Linked DNA regions of Gossypium raimondii: region 2 is linked to region 1. A link is a contact called in public Hi-C data. All regions are on one chromosome and are shown on one strand. Each heading gives the region's core, a stretch centred on a gene start, on an enhancer-like site or on the middle of the called end of the contact. The rest is flanking DNA. Distances are from core to core; before and after follow the strand shown. Region 1 holds the start of LOC105798704 (DNA mismatch repair protein MSH2). Region 2 overlaps LOC105798696 (protein CASP).

The links. Hi-C and Micro-C count contacts between places; a contact is called where the count stands out from the background.
Region 2: a Hi-C map of leaf shows a contact between it and region 1, with 2.2 times the contacts expected there. The contact joins the enhancer-like site here to the promoter of LOC105798704 in region 1. A contact is called at or near these places in 2 of 2 Hi-C or Micro-C datasets (both in leaf).

Annotation. Positions count from the first base shown.
Region 1 is chr9:21,319,833-21,324,847 of ASM2569854v1, forward strand. It overlaps LOC105798704 (DNA mismatch repair protein MSH2), which reads left to right and starts at 2,586. Exons shown (of 13, transcript XM_012628872.2): 1 at 2,586-2,836; 2 at 2,975-3,024; 3 at 3,238-3,270; 4 at 3,915-4,988. The coding sequence starts at 2,788.
Region 2 is chr9:21,600,622-21,605,636 of ASM2569854v1, forward strand. LOC105798696 (protein CASP) reads right to left here. Exons shown (of 19, transcript XM_012628861.2): 14 at 4,896-5,003; 15 at 4,624-4,767; 16 at 4,430-4,531; 17 at 3,715-3,794; 18 at 2,939-3,031; 19 at 2,633-2,851. The coding sequence ends at 2,791. Among protein-coding and RNA genes, the nearest start is that of LOC105798696, 17 kb to the right of the region's middle. Within about 2 kb of position 2,015, the one cell type or tissue checked has open chromatin away from gene starts, as enhancers often do. A contact at or near this core is called in leaf, where this site is marked.

The DNA of each region.
Region 1 (5,015 bases), core at 1,336-3,835:
ATTCTAAAAGAGTGCCAAGAATCAGTATGTAAAATTTCAGATCATTTGGAAAATGTTTACCCATTGAAGAAAAAAAATTCGAAAAACTTTCTAGGTAAAAAGAACAAAAAAACTATTTTGAGGTTATTTGTTAGAAATCAGTTTATAAGAACACAAAGAAAACCTAAAACGCCCAAATGTGATACCAAATGATAAGAAATTGAATGGAGGAAGCGAAAAATGCGGAAGGAAGATCGTATTCAAGTTGTTCGACTCGAAAAAAATTGGATCTGACCTAAAAAGAAAACACCAAATAAATTTATGAAAACAACGAAAAAAATAACTAAAATAAGAAATTTAAGAAAATATAATAAATAAATAAATCAACGAAAATTAGAAAAAACAAAGAGAAATATGGAATTAGTAAACTGATGGATATGATGGATAGATGGATAAGTGTCCAACTGAACCCTTTCAGATATAAATCCCAACAAACTCAATTAATGACTCTAATCAACCCTCCAAGAAATAATTCTTGGCAAATTGAAGGATGAAAAATGAATTCTCATGACTCCTTGAAGAAAATCGAGAAGAAAACTACTTCTAAAAAATCACAATAAAGAAATCTTGCACAAAGAAACTAACTCTCAAAGTTGAAAATTAATGAAAACAATCTCCTGTTAATGAACAATGAAGAAGTCTTTATATAGGCTAACTAAGTACATCCAAATAAAACTCTAAAGTATACTGAAACTCTAATTAATCTAAATAAGAAGTAGTTTTAAACTAAACTTTCTTGTTTGACTATGAAACAAAAACTTCTAAACAACTTATAATACTTAAACAATATCCAAAATTCGGAATAAATAAATGATAAAATAATAAAACCTAATAAATACAATATTGAGATCATATATAATAAAAATTAAGCCTAAAAACTGAACACAATATGATTTAAACTCGAATTAAAAGCCCAAAAGTAGTAATTTCCGTCATAATCTCATTCAGAAATTCTGCTCGCGCAGTTTTCACTAAAACAGTCATAACTTAAGCTCTTGAACTTGAAATCGAGTGATTCAAAGTTTGTTTCAAAACTAAGAGATAGATCTTAAAACTCTATGCAGACATCTAAGCCCATAAATGCCTAGATACCATCCAAAAATGCATCGCAAATTGACTAATCTTTTCAGCTTGAAAATTGACAGCTTGATTGAATTGATTTCAATAAATTTCATCCATTCCGTACATGTATCAGTCCTTGTTTTCTCGAAAAGATTCATCATCGTATTTTGTCTTTGATCGAATCTTGGTTTGATTTACTTAGCCTTTGACCTTATTGTTGGGCATTGAAGTAGTGTAAGCCCGTCACATCCATAGGTCCGAAATTGGGCCTTGAGACTCTCATCATATAATCAATATTATCATTTGCAAATGTTAAATTATTTAAATTTACTGGTTAACTAACTTATTACTATATTCGAATTCAACAAATCTACATCGCTTTTAGGATTATAATTAATTTATACACTAAACTCGTGCATCACACGTAAGAAGACTAATATTATATATTATAAGGTTTATCTAAAATAGAAATAAACAAACATGTTCACATTATAGTTTTTAACAAATGGACACTCCTCTTTAAGGCACTTATTTTCAATCTGGATAAATTTCTCTTTTATATATTGTCTTTTAAATTAGGGCTTGTTTGATAGACCATTGAAAATAATAAGTAGATAAGAACTACTTATCACTTAATGGAGGATATATTCAATCAATTAAATTTTATTTTATTTATTTTATTATTATATTATCCAATAAAAATTTTACGTTTAAAATTTGATTTTTGTTTAGAATAAAGTGAAATGTTTAAAATTAAGGATAAAATGTAGAATTTTTTAATTTAAAATTTATGTTTATCAAACAATTTTATAACTTAAATTCAAGACTTAAAATTTTCAACACTTATTTTTCTGCATTTAATTTTTCAATTTATCAAACAGTAACTTATATTAAATTAATTTAAACATTACTTAATTTTTGAACGTATATTACAATTCATAGGACTCCTTTTTAATTTAATGTTTCATAATAAAATTATTTTTAATACTATTAATTATTATTTTTCATGAATTAATTTATTTTCTAGTACAAAATTTTATAATAAAATATTGACATATCTTTTTTTATTAATCATTTTAATATAATATTTCAAATCTAAATTTTTCAATTTATTTTAACAATTAATACCTTTATTTATTTTAATATTTTAATATTATATTTCGAGACTTCAAAATAAAACAATAAATATATAGTTTATATATTATTAATATGTATTATCAATTTTAAATTTTTTAAAACCAATTAAATTGACAAGCACAAATGATATTATTTTGATACGGACATACAAAGTAGCATTAAACCTAAAAGAAAATATGAAGTAGAATTGAGATACTTACAAATTTGTGGCTTTGTGCATAGTGGATGAAATGAAAGAAAGGCCCAATTCTAGTTATAAATTGAGTCTCCAAGTTATCATCTGTTTTCAGGACTTGGCCCAAGCTTAGGTCAGGTTGATCCAACTTCAACACAACCAAGAAATATGGAGTACTTCGGAGACACCTTCTCAAAACCCCGCCAATTCCTTTCCCGCCATCAGAAAAAGGCCCTTTATTTTAGGTTTTGTGTTTTTATTTTTCTACAGAATCAGATTAGGTTTTTGGTTTCTGTTCTCTGAAGCTGAAAAGTAGCAATTTTCTTTCTCTTTTTTTCCCCTGTTTTTGGGCTTTTTGGTAAGTTGTCTCGAAAATGGATGAAAATTTTGATGAACAAAACAAGCTTCCAGAGCTCAAACTAGGTACCCACTCACTCCTTTTTCTGTTAGAAACTTCTTTTGATACTTTTAATTTTCTTTTGATAATTTTTTTCCAGGAATTTATGGTTGATAATACTTTTCTCCTTTTTTTGGTTTTTTTTTTTGGGTTACTGTTAACAGACGCTAAGCAGGCTCAAGGGTTTCTCTCATTTTTCAAAACTCTACCGAATGTAAGCCCCCTTTTCTTTTTCTATCTATTGGGATTTATATTACTAATTATGGTTTTTTTTCCTTTAATGTTTATTTACTTATATAATGAAACCGAACAAGAACAGGTAAAATGGGGGAGAAAATGCCATATCAATACTTAATATAGTTTGAAAAAAATGATTTAATTTGAACTATATTTCGTTTCGCTGATCATTTGGTCTCTTCCTTTACAGGATCCAAGGGCTGTTCGGTTTTTTGATCGCCGGGTTAGTTCAGGCTTATAGTCTTTACCACTGTGGGTTGTAAAATTTTATATTGTCTTTACTTCAATTATGATTATTGGTTAAATAATTTGCTTTGAGAACTGGGTGCTTATTTTTCACCTATAATTAAGAAATGCCAGTTGGGTTGTCTTTGAAATTAAATATTTTTATTTCTTAATATATAAAAAAGGAAATGGAAATATGGACTGCATATAACTGTTCTTCAGGAGATTGCTATATACGTATACGTGTGTTATTTGAAGTTCAGGGGAAAATGGTTAAATTTTTTAAAGGAACAGACGGTTTTGGAAATATTTTTCAAATCCATTTATTCATGCTAAAGTATATTGCCATTTTTGCAATGTCCTATCCCTAATTACCCATTTTCTTATATGTACCTTTCCCTTTCTACTTGTCAACTATTTCAACCTTCATCTCTGTCAGAATTTGTAAATGTGCAATGCTGCCTGTAAAAATACACAAGCGGACATCAAGACATTCTCATATTACACACATATATATAAATGCATATGTATATATTAGGTTTCTAAAACTTGTACAAATTGATTTTGTTCTATAATGCTAGTTTTATTTTCCTTTTCATCGTAAGCACGACATTTCCAAACTATTGTTTTCTGAATATACAGGATTATTATACTGCTCATGGTGAAAATGCAACCTTTATCGCAAAAACGTATTATCGTACTACTACTGCTCTCCGGCAACTCGGTAGTGGCTCGAATGGCCTTTCAAGTGTAAGTGTTAATAAAAACATGTTTGAAACAATCACCCGTGATCTTCTCCTGGAGAGAACAGACCACACTCTGGAGCTCTATGAAGGTAGTGGCTCCAATTGGAGGTTGATGAAAAGTGCCAGTCCTGGGAATCTGAGCAGTTTTGAAGATGTTCTCTTTGCCAACAATGAGATGCAGGATACACCTGTTGTTGTCGCACTGCTTCCTAACTTCCGTGAAAATGGTTGCACTGTTGGATTTAGTTATGTTGATTTAACAAAGAGAATACTTGGTTTGGTTGAGTTTCTTGATGATAGTCACTTTACTAATGTGGAGTCAGCTTTGGTTGCTCTTGGTTGTAAGGAGTGCCTTTTGCCCTTGGAGAGTGGAAAATCCAGTGAATGTAGAACTCTGAGTGATGCTTTGACCAGATGTGGTGTTATGGTAACTGAGAGAAAGAAAACTGAATTTAAAGCAAGGGATCTGGTGCAGGATCTTGGTAGGCTAGTCAAAGGCTCCATTGAACCAGTTCGAGACTTGGTTTCTGGGTTTGAATTTGCACCAGCTGCTTTAGGAGCCTTACTTTCTTATGCAGAATTACTAGCAGATGAAGGAAATTATGGAAACTATAGCATTTGTAGATACAATCTGGGCAGCTTCATGAGGTTAGATTCTGCTGCAATGAGGGCATTGAATGTCCTAGAAAGCAAAACTGATGCAAACAAAAATTTTAGTTTGTTTGGTCTTATGAATAGAACCTGTACCGCTGGGATGGGTAAGCGGTTGCTTCATATGTGGCTAAAACAGCCTTTGTTAGATATAAGTGAGATAAATTCAAGGCTAGATTTGGTACAGGCTTTTGTGGAGGATACTGAGCTTCGCCAAGATTTGAGACAGCATCTAAGAAGAATTTCAGATATTGAACGACTTATGCGCAATATTCAAAGGACAAGAGCTGGTTTGCAGCATATTGTAAAACTTTATCAGGTAAGTTAAAACCCTAATATTTCACCG
Region 2 (5,015 bases), core at 765-3,264, 280 kb after region 1:
AAGGTCGGCACCGCGTGGAAGCAAGAGGACTTTTAAGCGGGCAACGACTATTGTGGTATAGTAAAAGTGATGCCCTTTTCGAGGTGACAATGGTTGTTGTTATTAAAAAACCCAATAATAACTACAACTGTTGTCACGTCAACTCGAGTTTGACCTCTACTGTGCCAGAACATCCGCTCTCTGCCTAAGAGTCCTCTTGTGTTCACCTCGGTGTCAACCTTCAGATAAGAATGAAAGGTTAAAGATACTAGCGGCCTGGAAATAGAAAAAAATGTATGTTGATTACACTAGAAAGCCCTTTGCTTTTCCCTATGATTATGGCTTCAATCTTATGCATGGTATATGTAAGGCATCATTTACAGGTATCCAAAAAGCTTGAACTCGTGACCACATAATGACTGTCAATTGGCCCTAGTTATACTCGAACCCGTGATCGTATCATGGCCACCGATTGGGACCTCCACTTAAACTTCAACCCATGATCGTATCAAGCACTATCACCTCAAAACCTAACTTTAATAGGATGGGTTTCTGAGGTAATGGTTCTATCCTAGCACGACATATGAAATGTATGTGTTATAAGACGCGTTATTGCATCAGTGGCCCCTCAAATCTACATATAAACTTTCACGATTTCACTCTTAAAACCCTAAACCCTAATTCTTAACAAAAAACTCTAACTCTAACCCTAAAATTAAAAAAACCCTTAAAAGTTTGAACAACTTAATTCGAATAACTCAAACTTTGAATTTCTTCGACTTGATTCGAGTTTTGCACACCCCTAGTTTAAATCAGTACCAAGTAGTCTTTGTTTTGCTTTGGTCAAAATTTTAATGTGTCTCAACCATTTCAGTGTGTTTCAGTCTATTTCAGTCAATATCAGTTTGTATCGGTGCATATCGGCTCCTATTGATTTGTGAAAAATTTTAAAATTTTTTATTTTAACCACTTTAAGTTTTCTATAATTATATTTAAAATTAAAAGCTATTAAATTAAATTATTGAAGTTAATGAATAATTTTAAACTTATATTTACATATAAATATATTTATATGAATGTAATGGAGATGTATTTGTATCTATATGTAATACATAATTTTTTTTTAACAAAATAATATATAATTTATTAAGAAACTAATAAATTATACTATAAATATATGTGAAAAGTATTTAAATGCATATATAATTTATCAAAAAACTAAAAATGAGTATATATGTAAAAAAATATTTAAAAAATCAATAAATCCAAAACAGTACATTAAAACATGTCAATATCGATAAATCCAAATAGATACATCAAAACATATCAATACGGGTACGCACTAGTACCCAAACAAAAAGTGATTAGTCCACCGGTATAGTACTGACTATCTTGCTTGTGACACTAATTTAGTCAATAATTTAATTATAGTAAAGATGTTTGTTATTTTTTAAAATAATAACTTTTAAATCTTTACAAATTTAATTAATATCCGATTAACTTATGACACCAACTCAAATAAAAAAATTATAATAATATAAAAACAATATCTATCATACTTGAAAATTGATAACTTCTAATTAGGATCAAACCAATTCATAAATATGAAAATATAAAAGTTTAATGTTGCTCTCTTAGCAAAATAAGCTTGGCGATTGTTAGCTAATTTGAACTCGCTTGTTGCATGTTTGTTAAAGGCTAAATACTAATATTTTGAAAACCAAACTGGACTGGCCGGTTGAACTGGGAACCGGAAATTAACCAGTCCGTTCAACAGCAAAAATCCTTTTGAACCGAGTATCAGGACAAACCGGTCGAACCGGCTTTTGGAAATTTTGAACTCCCCGGATTAGGTCAAGCTGGAAAAACGATCCAATAATAAAAAAGTCTGGTTCTTTTCAACTATGAGACCAAAGCAGAAAAAAATAAATAAAAATAAATTTAAAATTTTGAAAACTAAAAGCTAATGTCCTAAATCTACCCGTGACCCTCACCCCCCACAGTCCCACACCCATCAGACCATCAGATTCTTCAGCCCCAGGATAGCACCGTCTACTCTGCCTCACCCACCCTCAATCTAGAAGGGTTTAAAGTTTAAATAGTAGAGTTATGAAGAAGAAAAGTTTAGGAAAAAGAAAAAAATATGAATTATTGAAAAAAAGAAAGAGAAGTTAAAGTGAAGAAGCCAAAGTAATCTCATCAGAAAAGAAAAGAAAGGACAGTGAAGGTCACCCACTTATAGAGTTATAGTATTCACGAATAAGAACAAAAAATAAAACAAATATTAAAATAAGTAAAAAGTATGGTGTGTATTTACACACCTTGAACTAGCTAATGGTTGGATTCGGTGTCTACTCAGTGAAGAATGGAAATGTTTGGCTGAAGCTTTGTGACTTTGATTACCCAGACTTCTCATTTCTTCGATAGTATTATTTTTTCAACCTCCTGTTTTGCGTTATCTCTTCTGAGTTTCAAGACTTTGTATTTCCCCTTAATTTATTATTATTATCAGATGGCATTTTCTTCAAAAAGAAATATTTTGAAATCGAATTTCCTCACCTCCATTTTCAAGACAATAATCTCAATTTTTTTAAAAAGAAAAATACGTGCACTGGAATTAGGATGGCGTAACAAACCCAAGTTGAGAACAAACTTAAGATCGAAAGACATGGATGTATAGTATTAGCTATTTTGAACATAACATGATTGTGTTACATGTACAGTTTATTAAGTTTGTAAATTTAATTTCAATGCCATATTCTTCTCACAAGAACAAACCATAAATGAAGAAATGGCTAAGGGTAGATGTCACTAATATCCACGCGGAAGGTTCAAGTTTTTCTCAACGACGGCAGTTTCCTCAGAGCCATGGCTGCATTAACAAAAAATACATGTAGAGTCAGATTAATCTGAAAGGAAATCTGGCTTAGTTATAGTAATGATTAGGGCACATTATCACCTGAGGTAGCTTAGAGCGGACATTCGGTATAGACAAGTAAACACTAGGATATGCAAACCAATTGTGTAGAAAAATGCAAATGTTCGAGCATACCTGCACTTACAAACCAAGTATTTCATTAGCAAATCAACGAACTTTCTAAGCAAGCAGGTATTATTGCGTCCACACGTCACGGAGAGAATTGCGTCAGACTCCCTTATACAATGGTGACCACATTAATTTAACTACGGGCCAACAAAAATGTGCTACTACTATTCTTATTTGATATATAGAAGGGATATAACACCCAAAAGAATGTAAAGGTACATGCACATAGAAATTCTGCTCATTTACAAATGCACATTTGTAGACAGGGAACGACACTCGGACCAAAGTTGACCTATAATAAGCATTTGAATGAAGTCAACTACCTTACACAATCATCCTGCCTTAAATGATCCAAACCCCAGATCCAATTACCATTCGGTTTGCTGTTTGCAAAGTAAAACGAGAAAAAAAGTTGAGCCTACTATAAGACATACCCCAACCTACGTGAAACCTATATTCACCCACTTAAGAGTGACTATCCTCAAGAAAATAATGAAGTGGAAAGAAGACAGAGACCTAAACTCAACCTTGGTCACAATGCTAGACACCCCAAACCTACCAGCGTGATTGCCACCTTTACAAATGTGCATACACTCAAAAAGAAAAATGCAAGAAATGGAACAAGAGATCCTGCCAAATAAAGCATACTATACACTGTATATGCAATAGATGATGAAACAAAACCATACTTGTTTCCCAGAAGAAAACGTCCGCTGCTGAGTGTGATTCTGTCTCTGAAGCCCAGCTCCTTGTATCTTTGATCCCTCTCCTATGTAATAAATGAAACTGATTATTCCATTATATCAACAAACAGCATGAATAGAAATGTGACCTGAACTCGAAGATTCCATGAATGTAAATGTTAACTGGATTATTTTGATATTTTCATACGAGTTGGCATGGACGGTAAAAAGCTGTGAGTTTGCATGTCTTGGCTGTTCAACTTTGTTCCCAACTAAAATAAGCTTTACAAGGACAATTCTTCTTCATTTATATTAGCCTGATAAAAATATGTCTCATAGCAACGTACAAGGGTGTGTATCAACATCTTATTTTGAATCAGTCTTGATACTTGCAAAGAGAAAGAATATTTGAGCATTGTTCCAAAAGAAACCAGAATTATCAGATCATTCATTGCATGTATGATGGAATGTATGGCACAAATACAAAATCTGATTTATGCTTGAAGATATGTAACTAAGAAAATTAAGTTGAATTAGTTCATCTAATAAAAACAAGCCTGTGAACACCCACAGTTTCTTCTCTTCTAAAATTTGTAAATTTGTAATGAATCAAACAACAAAGGGAACTCTACATGCCTAAGTTCAAAACTAAACTAGATCACGTGATATATGTGAACCTGACAGAGCTACATATTTCATGAATGGAGCTCAAGTTTCCAACCTTTTTTGAGAATGCTGCAAAGGGATTAATATCATCCTCATATATCTTCTTGTACTTGGATTCAACATCTGAGGTGAAACCACTTTCAAGATCCTCGGCATACTGAAAGGTGATCAGATGCAAGAAGACAGCTTCAAGATATGATACTATAGGCACTAATGAGAATCATGAAATGTACTAAAAGCAACAAGTACCTTCTTTGATCCTCTAGAAATTACTTTCTCCTGGTTATAATCCTGGACATAACGAATCTTTCCATAAAGTTTAACATTATCAGCTTTTGTTTTCTCCAGTTCCGTTGTTAGCTCCCCTATCTTCTCCTTTAATTGCCTTATTTCCTATAAGATATGGAACATTCAACAACGTTATTTTGCAGAAACCATAAACTTAATGCATATAATAAGAATTCCATTAAATAAAAATTGAAAAAAAAATGCAAGTATGCGCAGAAAGGTGGACGGCATACTTCTTCAGTTTCCCGCAAACGTGCCCTAAATCGATCACGCTGATTGCAGATCACCTTCAGCATTGAGCTTTGGTCTTGATCTGCGGAAACTTGTTTCTGATCTGTGTTCTGCTCCATAAT